Regions from separate parts of the Gossypium arboreum genome. Here region 2 is linked to region 1. The links are chromatin contacts, called in public Hi-C maps. All regions are on one chromosome and are shown on one strand. Each heading gives the region's core, a stretch centred on a gene start, on an enhancer-like site or on the middle of the called end of the contact. The rest is flanking DNA. Distances are from core to core; before and after follow the strand shown. Region 1 has its middle 58 kb from the start of LOC128294607. Region 2 has its middle 58 kb from the start of LOC108464030.

Region 1 (5,177 bases), core at 960-3,459:
AACATTCAGAGTGTCATCTTCCTTACAAAAGATCAAATGTTTCATGAGAGAATAAAACACATTGATGTTTGGTATCATTTTGTTCGTGATATTATTGCTCGTGGTGATATTGTTGTGAACAAAATTAGTACTTATGAAAATCCTACAGATATGATGACTAAGTCATTTCCTATAACCAAGTTTGAGCATTGCTTAGACTTGATGTTTATTGTTGAAGTTAAACCTTTAAGGGGTTTTATGGAAGAGGTGAAGAACTTGTTCGTTAAGTTGTGATGAAGAACTTATTTTTTGAGAATTCGTGTCAGTGTGAAGATTATTAGAATTGAGTAACCCGAATTCTTATTTAAATAAAATACAGTGGTAAAAAAAAGTAAAATTCATATAAAACTACACTTCTTTTATTTTATTTTAGAATAAGGTTTTTTAAACCTTTTTAAACTCCATCTATTTTATATTTATTAGAATAAGGTGTTTCAATCTTACTACACTCTTATTAGAATATAATTTTACAAGCCTATAAATAGACATAGTCTACTCCTCTTATATTTATTCGAATTCGACATAGTGAATTTTCTTCTTTTCTGCCCTTAGTTTTTTTCCGAAAAAGTTCCAACGTAAAAATCTGTGTGTTCTTTATTTTTATTTCTCTTTTCTTTGTTATATATTATCATTATTGATATTCTATTTTTACATAAACCACTTAGGATTAGAAAGTACTTAAGGAATAGTCACTTTATCAAAGTACGAGGAACAGATGCATAACTAACTCAATGTGAGTTGTGACTAAAAGTTTACAAGACAAGCAAACAACTGAGGCAGAAAAAATAATAAGGTCACTTACTGATTGAAATGATAAAATTAATTATCATTACTTTCCACCAGGTTGCTTCATTAACTCATTCTCAATTTTACTTCATTTGTTGAAGAACTTGGTAAACCAACAACAAAAGAAAAAAAATGAAATTCTAGGAGCTCAAGAGTTACTGAAATATTACAATATCCCAAGGGCGTGAAGCTTTGGTAGGGTCGTTGTTCCTCTGAGAGAGTGTTCTGCATGCCACAAATCCTCCCAATCCTGAATAAAAAAAATCACAAAATAGAGAATATCTTGCTTGTGCCAACTAAAAAGATAATAAATTATGTCAAATACAAAAATGAGAGAGAGACCAATCGGTATAATTGCAGCATCGGAGCCACCACAAAGCATCATATCCTGCGATTTTGTTTCAAATACCTTAGATACAGCGTAATAAAAACAAACCACAATAGGTTGGATTTCCTTTTTCCTCAACTTACAGCTTCACCGCTAATGATATGGTTTGCTGCATTTAATATGCAAAAGTTGCTTGTTGCACATGCAGTGGAGATTGAATAGTTGGGACCCATCCAACCCTGAAGAAGAAACCATATTAAAGCTCAAAGTTCAAATTCCAACATCCATCAACCTCTATCTTAACATAGCAGAAGCAAGATTTAACCTCACCAAATCCATTGCAAGCATTGCAGAACCCATATTTGTAGTTGCAAATGGTACACAAAAAGGATTCATCTTCTTGTATGAGATCCTCAATGCTTCAATTGCATCATTGAAAACCTTGTCTTTCCACAAACAACCTAAATGAATCAATGGACCTAAAAAGGAAAGTAATTGCAAAAACAATTTGTTTCTTGAAGTTGTTTGCCCTCATGCAAGGTGTTATATACGGTATGACACTTATGATTCCAAAAGATTTTATATTATTAAGGCTGGCTTTAGACGCTAAACTAGTAGTACAAAATTGTACCACTCTCATGTTAAAGTATGCAATATGCAGGTAAATATTGTCTACATGTTCTGTTATTTTAAAGCCACAAAACCCAGCAGGTGGTGTTCATGTTTTACTTGCATCAAGTTTAATGCTTAAAAATAGAAAGGTTCATTTCACCGAAAAAAAAAAATAGAAGGGTTCATCTGCTCTTCCATCATCTTTAAAATAAAGGAATATGAACAACAAAAGTGCAGAACTTACCTGCATGCCACCCATTGCTGAACCAATTAAAACTCCACATTTCGCTTTATCTAACTCATCCATTACATCTTCAGTTACTCCACCATCTTTCAGGGCTTTTTTCCCAGCAATAAGCATATAAAGCATGAATTTGTCCATCCTCTTGGAGAGTTTTGGTGCAACCCAACCATCAGCCGAGACAAATTTTATCTCTCCAGCAATTCTCTGCAGAGAAAACGAGAGTAGTAAGAACGTACAAACAAAATCAACTGAGAGATGCTAAACGCAACGTACGGTTGGAAACTGGGCACAGTCAAAAGTCTCAATTGCACTTATTCCACTAGCACCCTCTAGCAACTTGTTGTAGAAGACATCGAGGTCATGTCCAAGTGGAGTTACCACTCCCATCCCTGTCACAACAACTCGTCTTTGGTTCGTAGGAGGTTTCTTTTTTGTCGTGATTTCCCTTGTGGGTTGCGGAGCTACAGCCATGGCTGCTCCTAAGTTTTCAAATAAATTAACTTGCAAATAGTATGTAATTTGACTGGTAAGTTTATGAAATTATGTGCATGAGAAGTGTCCAGCATGATATCTATTCATGAGTGAATTCCACATAAACTTATAAATTTTTTAAAATTTTTAAATAAAATAATTAATATTAATATGATGACTTTTTATATTAAATATTTAAATAAAAATAAAAACAAAAATCTAAATATTGAACCTAAGTCTAAATAGAATTTATTTATAAATACTACCAATAAAATGAATAATTTATTTGAAAGTATAAAATCAATTGTTGAATAATTTTTTATTTATACTATATGTAATATGTTTGACCAAATTGATGTCAACTTAATTAAAAATTGCTTAAAACCATTTTTAATAAAATAATTAATATTTCTTAAATAATAGTTAATTAATATTAATATGATGGCGTTTTTTCTTTACCATTTATATTTAAAATAGTCTACAGAATCTAAATAAGAAACTGCACATTTATCATCCGACAAACAAATTATTAATCATCACCATAGAACTAACAGTAACATAAATTCAACTTCATTTCTAGCTTTTAACTAATTAGTAACAACATAATCATAATAATAATAAAAAACCGGTGTATCTCACCTAAACTTGTCCATGGTTGAGCCGGGTTCAGATCAAATATTGTCAAAATTTTAGGCGCAGCTCAAAAAATAGTCTAAAATTTCGCTCAAGCTCGAACCGAATAAAAATATTAAATTTCATGTCCAGTCCACTCAAATTAATTTTTTATATTATTTTTAAATATATATATAAAATATTCAAATCATATTAAAAGATATTTATATTTAAATAATATTAAAATTAGTATAACTTAACAAATAAATATCTGTTATACAATATTCAAATAATAAAAAAATAATAGTAACATAATAATAAAATAATAACAAAAAGTAGTAACCTAATAATAAAAGGATAACAAAATAGTAAAAATATAATAAGAAAATAGTAGCAAAACAATAAAAAATATTTTTTTCTTTTTTGCTTATTTGGGACTGACCAAAAAGTTTTACTCGGAATCTAATCCGATTTTTAAATAGATTTTACTTAAATTCTCTCAATTTTCAAACCAACTCTAAATTCTACTTATTATGTTGGATCCCAAAATTTTTTAAAATTTATATATATATCTTACTATATTTTATATTCAAAATGTTTTTCATTTCTAAAATTTCTTGAATCAAAAGCAAATAAAGAGAAGGAACATGTGCAACGCAAAAAAAACAAAAACAAAAAAGAAATACAAAGAGTCAAATTTCGAACAAAAAAAAAAAAAGAAAAGAAAAGAAAATAAAGTTAATGTGTAAACAAGGCTAAACCTTTTGTGAGAAATAAAACAAATAAAAATGAGAATAAAAGAAGCCAGATTTCAAGAGTCAAGCAAAGACCAACATGCCCTTTCAGATTGTATAAAAGAGAAGGCTGAAAATTACCAGAACAGATAGGTCCTCCATTGAGTCCTCTTTGCTTGCGATTGGGAAGGATTTTGGATCCAAAGAACTAAGAAAAGCTTCTATTTTGACCAAAAAGGCTACAATTTTTGGAGGAATAGTAGTCCTTACAGGGCTCAAAAGTTAACCAGGAAGCCATCAAGCCTTGAATGCCGAATCCATAAAATGCTGAAATCATGCTCCCGTCTTGGTTTTTGGCTGAGCCATTGCCTCTGCCGCTGCATTGAGAAAGAAGAGCTCTCCTTCTAGTGCGAGCCCAACGACCGTGTCTCTTAGAAGAAGAAGCAAAGGCTGATGAACGGAGAAATGATGACTGTGACTGGTCTTTCCCGCATGTGACAGACATGCAAGCAGCCACCAACCAAGTGCATAGCGGACTCACCATTGATGAAGATGCCATCCTCTCCCCAAAACCAAAATCAATCAACAAATATACGAGGTTGTAAAGTTTGGGTTATTGCGTTTTTGGATAAATATAATTCTTTTTTCTTTTTCTTTTTTTATTTACGTGAGATTGATCAGAATCCAGCTATCCATCAATCAAAAAGACCCCAGAAATGAAAGGGGAGAAGAAGAAGAAGAAATGGTAAATTGCAGTAGGTGATTAGAGCTTTTAAGTGTAAAAGACTGCAAAAATACTTTCGAATGAGACACAAACAAAAACAAAAAAGATGTGAAAAATAGGGTAGGCCGTAAAACAAAGATTAAGACCAACAATTTTTATTTTTATTCTCGTAATTTATCGACAATAATTATCCTTTTTTAATTAGTAAATGACTCTTTTGTCCATCATCTTTCCAATTTAAAATAGCAATTGGACTCTTTACTTGGGGTTAGGGTGATGTCTTCGTTATATTTATTTAGTTTTTTGTTTATTTTAAAAACCATTTTAGCCTTTCACTTCCATTTTGTAATATTTGTATATTGTTTTCTGCTTCATTTAAAATTGATTTTATTTCATTATGAAGGAATAAAATGAGAGGATATTTTATTAGCATTTAGCACAAAGGAATATTCATATTTTACATTCGCCTATTGAGTGGTAAATTTACCTCGAAATTATCGAACACAAAAAAGGATAAATTTTTATTCTAATTCACTACCAATTTCCTTTGGTAACCTCATTCATATATTCTTTTAAAATTAATTACATGTCTCAACGGTTTTAAATTTATATCTGCCTACTAATTAT
Region 2 (5,371 bases), core at 2,133-4,632, 300 kb after region 1:
GACCTGTAACTCAATTCAAAACATTCATTTAACAAATTTCATCTCATTTCAGTAACCATCATTCATTTACATTCAAAATGTATTTAAATCAATCAAACAAAGTCTTAAAATGCATTTGGGACTAAATTGATAACATATAAAAAATTCAAAAACTTAGGAAATTTCAACTTTTCAAGTGACACATGCCTGTGTGAACAGGCCGTATGCCTCACACGGTATTAGACAAGCCCGTGTGTCTAAGCCGTGGCAAAATAGGGCATACATACTAACTTGCCCACACGGCCACAAGACACACCCGTGTGCCAGGCCGTGTGAAAATTAGGGAGGCTACTAACTTGGGTCACACGGCCGACTACACGCCCGTGTGCCAACCCGTGTACCACACACGATTGATAGACATGCCCGTGTGTCTAGGCCGTGTCAAAACTGTAGGGTATACTGACGTTAATTCGTAGGGTACCCTAGGGGACACACGGCCGTGTAACATAACCGTGTGTTGCATACGGCTAAGACACACGCCCATGTCCCTGCCCGTGTGGACAAAAATAGGCCATTTGAAAAGCCAAATTTGCCACCCTAAAACATTAATATTTACATTCATAATTGACCACATTAATCAACTTAATTGACAACCAAATTAACCAATTCAATACACAATATAAGCTATATATAAACTTACCACTTACAAATCCAAAGACCTATGCAACCACATATACAACTCATTTATCTGACATCTATATATATCAAGACTTCTTTGCATATTAAGTACATATATGCAATTCAAATATGATACCAAAATAAGCCAAGTCACATGGCTTAACTTATATACAAATTCATTCTCAAACTATAATACCAAAACATAACTATTACCATCAAACTAGCCTATACATGCCATATTTACATAAGTTTATAAGTTCAAAATACCAATCGAAAATTGGATACTGTGATGTACAACTCCGACTTATCCGAAACGAGCGAGCTAACTAACCCTATAAAACATAAAAAACGAAATAGAGTAAGCTTATAGCTTAGTAAGCCCGTATTATTCAGAATTAAACTTACCAATTAAATATAATCAAAGCAATAATAAAATGCCAACAATTCACTTTAACCATCACCTAATCATACATAATCATCACATGTTAGTCATTTAACTAATACATAAACTATTTACTAAAATAATACTTCATATCTTTCCAAACTCATACATCATATATAACTTTAGTAACATTTATAAACCGTAATTTGTCTGTATAACATTATTTAGGCCCGTTGAACCTATTAGAACTCCAAAGGATAATCGAGTGAACAATGTCAGTAATCTGTCAATTTATCATCATACATGCTCTTTCGAGTCATAGTCGGTAAGCTCTTACTGAGCTGATAAACAGTAAGCTCTATTGAGCTGAAAACGGTAAGCTCTATTGAGTTGAACAATAAGCTCTTTCGAGATGAATAGGTGAGCTACAACGAGCTGAATAGGTAAGCTATAGTGAGCTGAAACAGTAAGCCCTTACAAGCTATGGTGAGTCCGCAACAATTGCAGGAGCTCGACTATTACGGTAATTCCAGTAACATGTCACTCGTATCCAGTGAATTCAAATAGTTTAAACGGGGCTCGATAACACATACAATATAACAATAAGGCATTTATACTTCAAATATCTCAATTATACACATTCTTTTCAATAATCACAAGTATAGAAAAGTTCAATTCTAATTATACGAACTTACCTCGTATTTGCTCGTATAACCGTTGTCTACTCGTCTATCTTTCGTTTCCCCTGATCTAATTCCGGTATTTGCTTATCTTGATCTTAATCAAAGATTAAAGTTGCCGAAACCATGGAAGCTCAAAAGCCCTTATTTCTTTCTCAACTCTCGGCAAGAAGATGGACAGAAAAACATGATTTTAATTTTTGTTTTATTATTATAAACTTAATACATAAATTACCATTATAACCTCATAATTAAACTTAATATATCATATAATTCATGGATATAAATGTCCACTAACTTAAATTATGGTTAAATGAAATTATAAGGACTTCCATATTAATAAATCATAGCTATTTAATACCTTTAAACAATAGAACTCAACTTTTATGCTTTACGCAATTAGGCATTTAAACGGTAAAAACTTTTTAAGAAACCTTCACATAATTAATCTATCATATTGTAGACCTTATTAAAATAATAAAATAAATATTTTGACTTTGGATTTGTGGTCCCGAAACCACTGTTCCAATTTGACCTAAAAACAGGCTATTACAGTCTCAATGGAGACCCATAGGTGGTCTAGGAAGAATAGAAAATCGATGGATATGTTGTCGGCTTTCGAAGGTCAATTGTTATACACCTATAATATGTTGTTATAAAGAGATAATTGTTGTAAATTTATCATAAATTTTCATCAAATAAAGAAAGTCAAAATTATGTTAAAAAAGAAAGTAAAATCAAATCAACAAAATTAAAAGATGTATAACAAGTGTATATTATTATTTTTATACATATTTTATTTTACAAGATTTCACATGATTAATTACGAAACTCATAAATCTAATATGTTTGATTAATTATTATGGGTTATTAAATTAATTAATGTATCGAGATTTATTAAATTCAAGTAATCAATTTATAAGTTTATAATGTTCCAAATTTGTAATAGAATATTTGATTAGGGAACTTAATAGTTGATTGAATTGATATCTTTAGTTTCACTCATTGAATATTATTTTCATTTATTAAAATATGATTAAGAGATTTTTCATTTGAAATTTAAATATTTTATTAAAATAATATTTAATTAATTATGATTAATATGTTTGTTTATATGAAATAACTATAATTTTACTTAAAATGTTACGAGAATATGTTATTATAAAGAACTAATTTAATAAATGAAGTACTTCATAACCATAGTTGTTGCTATTATAAGTGAAAAACTTTTATAGAGGTTAAAATAAAACATAGAAAATTAGTTCTACTAGAAAGTTGTTACAGTGAAATGTTGTTAAAATATGTGACAATTATGGATAGAATTGATTGTATTATGTCAATTTTAAAACATCAATGCCATCTTTTCATTAACTATTTAACGATTAATAACTAAAAAAATTAATTAATTAAATAATTATTTTATAACTTTTTCATAAATAATAAAACAAAATTACTTGTGTAACAAGCCTAAAATGTATTAGAGAATTTGAGTTGTGTGATCCTTAACCGAAAGAGGCAAAGGTGGAGCATGAAACGCGTTGACGAAGTGAGGCAAAGGACAATAAAAGCAGAGATGGCCGATGAGGCGTAGAAGCCCCCACGTCAAGTGGGCGCACAATCCATTGGGCCCACTTTTATTTTATCTGTATTTGATTTGTAGGAGTAGGCCGATCCATCTCCCGTGATGTGAAGTGCCCCCAGTCGGTGCTCCTCGCTTACCCTCATTTCCCTTTGTCTTCCAATGCCCACTTTTAAGTTGCAATTAATTAATTAATCAAAATAAGACATAATTCGTGAAACTTGGTTGAAAATTAGGTTGGGGAAAGTAATTTTGAGGGCCATCCACGGAAGCGTTTTGTTTGACTTGAGCATCAAAGGCGGTCCCCAAAATTAAACTCCAAACGAAACATAGTTTTCCAAATAAATATTAAGGAGTACAATATACGGATAAAACACATGGCCCCTTCCCTTTCACTCATTATTAACAATCATTTACGTACAATGTCAACCATTTTTGTTTTATAACAATCTAAGTTGGAAACAATACACGACTTGGATTATTACAGTTTAAGTATTTTTTTTATTCGACAATCAATAATTATATCAATTTTCAGTTGAAACACTTTAACTTAAAACCTTATTTATAGAACATCAAATTTTTACCTAATTAACAAAATTTTAACTTTGACAGTAATTGGGATCATGTCTACATTCAAATTGCGTCTCTTTAGGGAATTAATATAAGTCAGAATGGTTTTTTTATATAAATTGTAGAACGTAATTATTTAATTAATGGCATGTTGCGGTCATGTCAGATTCCGAATCCGACAAGTACATTATTTGATAAATGAACGAGGCATATTTATTTATAAACACTATATTATAGGAGTTCATTAGTACAAAAAAGAATAATATTATAGGAGGTCATTGTGAATCGTGGCTCCCCCACGTGAACCGGAATAATATATAATATCCAAAACATACGTACACAATTAGATTCCAGCAGTGCAACTCAGATGCAGTCTACAAAATTAAAAGATACATAGATGAGAGAACCAAGTGGGGTGAGCTGCACCTGTCCTAACCTACTATTTACTATTACTATTCTTTGTCGGTGTGACGTGACAATGAAACTTAGAATTCAGTTCCTGGGAGGTCCCACCCTAACTTTGCCCTCAAATCCGAATGGACAAAACCGCCATCTCAAGTTGTAAAAACCAACCGTGGTTCTTCTCTAAAAGGGAGAATTGGAGAAGCTGGGGTGGCTGCAATTGCCAGGAACAGCAATGGAGATATTACAGATAGAACCAGCGCGTTGATGCATGTGTCTACGGCATTAGCGGCTGAAGCCCAAGCTATAAGGCTGGGTTCCACACTTGCGTCTGATAACAACTGGCAGTCTGTGGAATTTGAACCCGACAATCTTCCACTCATTCAATGCTTAAAAAAAAGAACCAGTGCCCTTGGGAGATTTTTGAAATTGTTGTAGATATTCTGTCGATAGTTTCTAGACTTAATGATGTATCGTTTAAGTTTATCAAAAGGAACTGTAATGGAGCTGTTGACTGGATCGCAGGAAAAACTAGGATTCATTCTTGTCCATCAAACTGGGCTCAAGTTCCACCTGTGGAACTAGTAACACTCTATTAATCTGGTTCCTACTGAATGAAAGATTTGTTGAAAAAAAAATAAACACTTAGAATTCGGCCTTTGATTGTTTATTTTAGTTAATATTTTGATTATTCATCCATTAAATCATTAGGAAATTGTTGGTATGAATTTTTTATCAGTCTAATAATAAAATTATCTTTTCAATGTTTATAGATTTTATCAATTCAGTATTAATTTTAAAAATTTAATAAATTTAACCATCAACTTTAAAATTTTGTCAATTTAATCTTGATTCTTAAAAGTCAAAATTAAAATTAAGAAACTTTAAAATAAAATGATTTAAATGTTTATTTCCAGCTAAAAACACATACAGAATTATAAAAATACATGTAAAATTATAATAAATGAATAACCATTTTCTCTTTTCTAACATGAAATTTGATTGTATAAAATAATTTTCTTAAAATCTCAGAAACAGTACTTAAACTAAATTCAAATGTTTAAATTTTTTATTCTATAAATAATAATTTGTTTATTATAC

The links. A called contact is a pair of places that touch in the nucleus more often than the background predicts.
Region 2: a contact with region 1 is called in a Hi-C map of leaf, with 2.1 times the contacts expected there. The contact joins two enhancer-like sites. A contact is called at or near these places in 2 of 5 Hi-C or Micro-C datasets (both in leaf).

What each region holds. Positions count from the first base shown.
Region 1 is chr6:119,759,007-119,764,183 of ASM2569848v2, forward strand. It overlaps the pseudogene LOC108480624. Among protein-coding and RNA genes, the nearest start is that of LOC128294607, 58 kb to the left of the region's middle. Within about 2 kb of position 2,210, at least 2 of the 2 cell types and tissues checked have an H3K27ac peak or open chromatin away from gene starts, as enhancers often do. A contact at or near this core is called in leaf, where this site is marked.
Region 2 is chr6:120,053,314-120,058,684 of ASM2569848v2, forward strand. No RefSeq gene overlaps it. Among protein-coding and RNA genes, the nearest start is that of LOC108464030, 58 kb to the right of the region's middle. Within about 2 kb of position 3,383, at least 1 of the 2 cell types and tissues checked has an H3K27ac peak or open chromatin away from gene starts, as enhancers often do. A contact at or near this core is called in leaf, where this site is marked.